Linked DNA regions of Anas platyrhynchos: region 1 is linked to region 2. A link is a contact called in public Hi-C data. All regions are on one chromosome and are shown on one strand. The core of a region is the stretch at or near the end of the contact, and the rest is flanking DNA. Distances in the headings are between cores, read along the strand shown.

Region 1 (3,192 bases), core at 592-3,091, 120 kb after region 2:
AATACCAACCCAAGCTAGAGTCCTTGGTTCAAATATCACTGTGAATTTATCTAATCTATGCGGTAATTTGGGTGCACACCTGCGGTTACTTCTGATTTACAGAAGTGCCTATTATTTAGGCAAAGCCACAACAAGGCAGGTACCCAGCGCTCTCCACAGCCTCCCCTCACTTGGATGCTCCACACCAGCTCCAGAGCCACTTACCAGAAGAGCTTTTTGCTTAGAAACTCTTTGCTGTAATTAACATTTCTCTGATTCTATTTCAGAGAAGGAAGGCACACGGACTCCAGCTACAGAACGATGCTTGCTGCAGGCTTGCAGGACAAATGCCACCTTATCACGTGTTGATACCGTGGTGCAGTGTTGGATTTTTGTCCCATTACACTGGTGATATCCCAGCAAACTGGATAACGTAGACTCAGCAGGGCACCTGTGATCAGCACAACTGTTAAGCAGAAGCTCAGAGGAAGCATCTCCATTTCACTCTCACTGCCTCACCCCAACAAACTTTTCTGCCCTAAACGTTCACGGTACTGCTATAAGAAGATCTCAATGTCTATTTACTACCAAATTTGGAAAACCCAGCACAGGCCTGATGATAGCAACATGTATATATTCACCCAAGTTCTCTTCCAGCCCCTTCCTGAACTCCCAACCTGCCCACACTTACCACACCTTAAGCCCAGGTCTCCTGTGGAGAAAGATGCAGGCAAATAACCAGCTAAGCCCCATAATAAGTGCATGCTCCAGGACAGAGCAGAGCACCAGCCCAAGGAAGGCAGCTTACAAGCTACAAAACCTACCCAAGCTCATTAAATCAACTCTGGTTTACTCAGAGCTAAGAGCATGTGTTTAAAATCACTGCAAAGCACCCTAGAATTTAGTCTCTGACACAAGTTGTGCCCTCAGCATTCCTTCCCAGGCTATTTCAAGCCCAGTTGTTATGAAAAAAGATACCAGAACATTCTCAAAACACTCGAATACACTTGTGGCTAGACAATGCAAAAAGAGTTAACACGGCCCTCGTAGGGCACTCTGCTGGGAAGCTGGATTCACAAAACACTGAGAAAAGCCACCAGATACAGCAGTACTTAGAAGAAAAGAATAAGGGGTGTGAGAAGGAAGGGTGTGAAAAAAGGCACAGGAATATATCAATTTAATTCCTATTCTATATATCCAAGCAAACAACTTTTATGCAACTCGCTCAGAGAAAGTAAAGATTATGAAGTTTCAACTTATGGCAGAAATAAAGCCTTCCTCGCTGGTTTGAAATACAAAGCAACTCCGTGTTATTGGAAATGAAAGAGCAATTTCACCCGCAGCGGATGAAGATAAATTAAACAAGCACTTTGTCATATAAATAGTTCATCAAAGAACAACATAAGCATCAATGCGTTAGCAGAAATTGAGAAGGGAACATTTTCTGCACTGCTTGTTCCCTTTGAGATATGAGCATTTTAGGGACCTGGGACGGGGCTGACCTTGGTCTGTTCATACCCTTTGAATAAACTCAACTCCAAAAATTGATTTAAAGTAAAATCCCTTCCAGATTCAGGGGAAATCTTGAGGGAAAAAAAAAAAAAAAAAAAAAGCACAAATAGTACTTCAAAGCAAACCCTGTATTGGGCAACTTACTTAAACTTCTACAGCTTCCCAACTCATAGAGAGCTCTTAATGCTTACAGATTCTTACATGAATGCAGCTACCGTGCAGAACAAACACCACACTGCCTTATTTTGCCCTGCACACTCGATGGAAGTGCAAAGGCCTGTGCTGCCTGCATTGCTGTGAAACAAGGCTTCGGCAGGGCCAGCTCCCTGAGAGATGCTCTTCTGCAACGATGAGCTGCCATCTGTTGGTAAACGCAGGACCACAGCAGGCTCTGGTTCATCCCCAGCTCACTGTAGCTTCTCCCCGTGATGCATCCAAATCCCTCCAAGGACCAGCTCTCTGCTTCTGTATCTGGACGGCCACCAAAGCGCTTGCTGTTCTTCCCGTGGCGAAGCAGCTCTGCTGGAACCTGCTTAACCCAGGGATGTGTGCACCGAGCCTAATCCCCAGCTGACAGCAACCCTCGAGCACAGCAGCACAAAGCAGCAACCAGTTAAACCCCCTAATGAGTGCTCCCACCCTCATGCTCACTTCCACCCAAATTAATCCGTGCCTAGACACAAACTATTTACTCACGGGTGCTGCTCAAATCCTAGCTACCCTGTGCGTGCAGCCTGGCATCCCGGCGGTGGGAAGACGTGTCTACATCGCTCGCTGCAGGACTCGGGAGAGACAAAACAATCACATAAATCACAGCAATAAAGTGCTTATGCAAGCTTTTACTGAGAGCTCATTCCGAGCTGCTCGTAATTCACACAATGGTTTTCATTTGACATAACATATGTTAATCAATGTAATTACATATCTTTAAATAGGGAAGAGGTGTTTTGTTTTTTTTTTTTAAATTAAACACCGTAGCCAGAAGTACCAGAGCATCAGACCCACCTTCCTGATACAGCCCTATATCTACCTGTGGGAGGGAAAACATGAAAAGGAACAACTCAAATGCATGGCTGCGAAAGGGGCAACGCTATTTTCATTAACAGCTCCATCAACATTAATTGGATTTCCTCCTAGACAAGGCAGGATGCAGACAGCTGTGCGCATGAGGAGACAGGGATGGTGTAAGAAACCTCTCCCACGGGATGCACGCAGCAATTAGACACCCAGATATCCACAAACAGAAGTGCTCACAAAGTAGAAGCGATACAAATGACTGCTTTATGTATTCAGACAACACACAGAAGCCAAATTACTGAACTAAACACCTGGTAAGGCAGCCCTAACCCACAGAATCCCACAGGGCACAGTGAATGCAATACAGATAACGCCTTGCACTGCACTTCTGCCCGAGGCTTTCTTTCCATGTCCACGCTTTCCTGAGGAAGAAGTGCTTTCCTTCAAAAGATCTTGCAGTGAGAGTTAACCCTTCTCACAGAAGTGGGACACCAGAAGTAGAGGGTGTTCCCATTTAAATCAAAAGGGTGAAGATAACCAGAAGGTACCAAAAGGTGCTGCCTGCTCCCTGCCACTGGAGGGCAGGAGAGACACCGAATAATTTTAACATCACTTGGCTTCCCCAGCACCCATTTTAGCAAAGGACACAGTACCAGCATCACCATGGTAAGGCTTCGCATGAGC
Region 2 (3,585 bases), core at 593-3,092:
AGAAGGACGTGCTCATGGCTGCTCGCAGCCTGTAGCAGAAGGCACCTGCAGTGCTCGCTGTGCTCCAGGCACCGCAGCCTCTCCGGAGAGCTTCGTGCCCCCAGCCCTGCAGGACGACACCTGTACCTGGGCACTGGCAGCAGCTCAGCACACACCAGGAGGACAAAACCCTCCTCTTGCTGCCAGCCCTCTCGAAATAAGTCATTCGATGTACCTACAGCCGGTAGGTACATCAGCTCTGTAGCCATCATCACACACATTGCTTCCACGGCTGTACTGTGGCAGAGATTTGGGAAAACACACCGTGCCCAAGATTTGGGAAAACACACCGAGCCCTGTTTGTGCTCGGCAGGCCCCTCCTCCAGGGAGCGATAAGAACAAGGGTTTTTGGCCATATGCAAATATTTTTGTTATTCTGCTGGCGGTGGGTGGGAACGAGAAACGTCACGGAGCATGGCAATGGGAGGAAACGGGCAGATGGCAGATTTTGCAGCTCTAAGCAATAAATCGTAATGAAAATTGGATCTCCGGCAGGAAGTCAGATAGGAAAGGTAGGATCCAGCTCAGAGCTCAGCGCTGCAGCCTGCTTTAATGCCCTTCCACAAACTCCTATAGCAGCAAACTGCAGCAAGGCTCTGCTAGGGTCATGGCCCTGCAATTAAACAGCCTAATGAGTAGAGCTTACGCTGCTAACATCAAGTCCCTGCTGGCACGGAGCATCCCAAAGCTCAATATTCATCCAAAATGCATTCCAAGCATCCCTGAACACCGCAGTGGGGCTGAGCAGGGAGTCACCTTGTCCCCTGCCACCTGCACAGTCCCAGGAGGGAGGAGCACTATGCGGTGCACAGGGGTCAGCACAGCAATGAGCTGCATTTTCTGCCTAATAAAGCCCGGTGATTAGCATCTAAATTGCCATGATTGGGAAGGAAGCAAAAAGTTCAGGAAGGGGAGGAAGGCAAGCCTGCTGGAATTAAGGTCAGGAACTTGCTGGCATTTTCTGACATTTTGTTCTGATGAGCTGGCAGCGCTCATCAGCCAGCCGCGTTTACGTATTTATTTTAGAGGTGTAACTGGGAACAGTTTCAGAGTTGCTTTTAAAGCCACAAGCCTGCCTTTGATACCTGCTAGAGCACAGAGAAAAACATTAACGGGACAGCCTGAAAACTCAGGTTTGGCCTTCACAGACACTCCGATTCTTCGCAACACCATTTCCTTTCAATTTGCAATTAGCCCAGTTTTTTGGAAGCCCTCCGGGGACCCCAAATCTCAAAGCATTTCTGTTGCAGAAAGACAAACACTCGGTGCTCCTGAAATAAACACACCCCCTGGAGCAAAACAGGTGCTTGCTAACATCCACATCCCTCCCTGCCAGCCTCAGCCAGCCTCACCACGAGCTGCAAGCAGGCAGCGAGAGCCAGGAGGTTTGGGACCCCCAGGACCTTCCAGGGGAGCTGCAGGCTGTGCAAACCCATCCCTGCGAGCCTCCTGCAGGGCTCCACACGGTGCCACCACCCAGGCCCAGCAGCCAGGGAGCTCCCACGGCAGGCTGAAGCGTCGCTGCCGCACGCTGAGCATTTTGCAGGCAGCCCGTGCAGCACTTACTCATCCTGTGCTAATCTCAGCGGCCCGTTAGCGATAAGCGTGCCTAAATGCCATTAGAAGAAAGTCAACACGCTGCGTAAACACGGCTCTAACCACCCTCAGCACAATCAGCCCTAGCAGCTCTGGGTAAACTTATCAATACACATATTAACAGCCATTCATTCAAGAATAAGTGCTTACCTTGATATGTGGGGCCTCTTATCCCCACACCACGCACCCCACAGCTCAGCTCCAAGAACCTGGATGGGACTGGAAAGCATCTGCAGCAGGGCACCAAGGGCTGAGCACAGCCACCCCCATCGCTGCCTGCTCCCATAAAACCACCACCCTACTGCACCCAGACCTGGCCCCAGCTGCAGGGGGAGTCCCAGCTCCTTAAATCACCACTCTCCAGGTGCTCTGAATGAGGGAAACAAGCTGCGCCATGCTGCTGCTGCAGCAGGGAGGGGGAAAAATAATAAATAAAATAAAATAAAATAAAATAAAATAAAATAAAATAAAATAAAATAAAATAAAATAAAATAAAATAAAATAAAATAAAATAAAATAAAATAAAATAAAAAATAAAATGCCAAACCAACAGCTACGGGGGTTGTTGAGGGCAGAGGGAAGGACCCCAGGTGCTCTCCATCCCAAGGGGCCACCTGCAGCAACCCTCTGGGTGTGCAGCAGGGCACCGTGCTGGCTCTGCCAGCCATTGGGCTGAAATTCATCCACAGCTTGTTGTGATGGTGTTCCTAAGGCAGGTTCAGGGCAGAAAGGGAGGTCTTGAGGTCAGTTTTGTCTGAATACAGAGAATTTGCATGGCCAGACCTGCCCTCTCCATGGGTGCCTGGCCCCCTTGACCCCAGTCCGGAGAGCGTGGCTTTGGCCCTAGCTTTTATGGTGCATCAGGAGGGATGTGGAGACCTGTAGCTTTTGTCAGCTTTTACAGCAAGGAAGAGCAGCCTCGTTATGTGTGCAACAAGCCAGTTGCCATATTCAAGTGGAACATTACCAGAAGACCCCAGCACACAGAGGAGCCGATGTCCTGGGGTTCCCCCCCGTGAGCACGCAGCTAACTGGAGCTACCTGCGATGTGCTTGCAATTTGCCGAGCCTTGTTTGCTGTATAATCAGGCACACCGCCCCTTCCTTTAATTGCTGTGTAAGCTGCCAGAGTGATTAATTCTGACACATGCCTGCCAGATCTGTGGAGGATGTGTGGGGACTTCGGAGGGTGGCACGGCAGGGACAGGGACAGCCTCGTCCTGCCCACCGGGTGACATGGGCGAGCAATTCGTGATGGGTCCTTACTCCTGATAAATGGGTAAACAGGCACCCTTTTCCCCATGTCTGAGGACGTGTTTCAGATCTTGGATCCCACCTGAATTTTCCCTTCCTTCTCCTTCTTGGGCCTGATCCATACCCGGCTGAAGCCCGCTGCAGCCAGCTCAGCCTGCTCGCAGCGCGGAGCGGGGAGTTAAAGAGGGCTTTGTTTCCAAACAATTGCATACGCAGAGCTTGGGAATCTGTAATTTAAACTCGGATTGTGCTTCTGTTAGCAGTGATGGATGGCTTTTTCCTCCTGCTCTGAGAGCCCTGGCGGCATGCACGGCAGATGCCTGCCTGATTTATGGCTCGCCTCCGCGTGCGGTGGGGAGCAGGCAGCCCGGCTCTCGGTCCTGTGCTCTCGTTAGGGTTTTTTTCCTGTTTGCCTCCTCTGATTGCCAGGGCTCCTCACTCCACCTCTGTGCAGCTGACTTGTGTTTATCGGTCACCCTGGCCTGGATTCAAACCATCTCTGTGTACGGCAGCACGCTGGTGTGCCTCGGGGGCAGATGAAGTGCTAGGGACGGTGATTTTCTGAGGGGCTCAGCCAGTCAGGGGGATCAAAAGGGGACTGTGGGGACTCTGCCCTTCTAGGAAAAAAAAAAGCCCGAACTACCCAAATCCACTCCACCAGCAGGATGCTCCAAAAAAAAATCACCAGCCTAGAGCA

What was found. Hi-C and Micro-C count contacts between places; a contact is called where the count stands out from the background.
Region 1: a contact with region 2 is called in a Hi-C map of small yellow follicle, with 2.2 times the contacts expected there. The contact joins the enhancer-like site here to the promoter of NOS1AP in region 2. A contact is called at or near these places in 4 of 8 Hi-C or Micro-C datasets (F1 follicle, F5 follicle, liver and 1 more).

What each region holds. Positions count from the first base shown.
Region 1 is chr8:16,296,025-16,299,216 of IASCAAS_PekinDuck_T2T, forward strand. The region is part of intron 3 of TEDC1 (tubulin epsilon and delta complex 1); the gene reads right to left. Among named protein-coding and RNA genes, the nearest start is that of TEDC1, 16 kb to the right of the region's middle. Within about 2 kb of position 1,842, at least 3 of the 8 cell types and tissues checked have an H3K27ac peak or open chromatin away from gene starts, as enhancers often do. A contact at or near this core is called in F1 follicle and F5 follicle, where this site is marked.
Region 2 is chr8:16,174,612-16,178,196 of IASCAAS_PekinDuck_T2T, forward strand. It overlaps NOS1AP (nitric oxide synthase 1 adaptor protein), which reads right to left and starts at 1,843. Exons shown (of 12, transcript XM_072041582.1): 1 at 1,786-1,843. It overlaps LOC106019475 (a long non-coding RNA gene), which reads right to left. Exons shown (of 4, transcript XR_011811114.1): 4 at 2,445-3,585.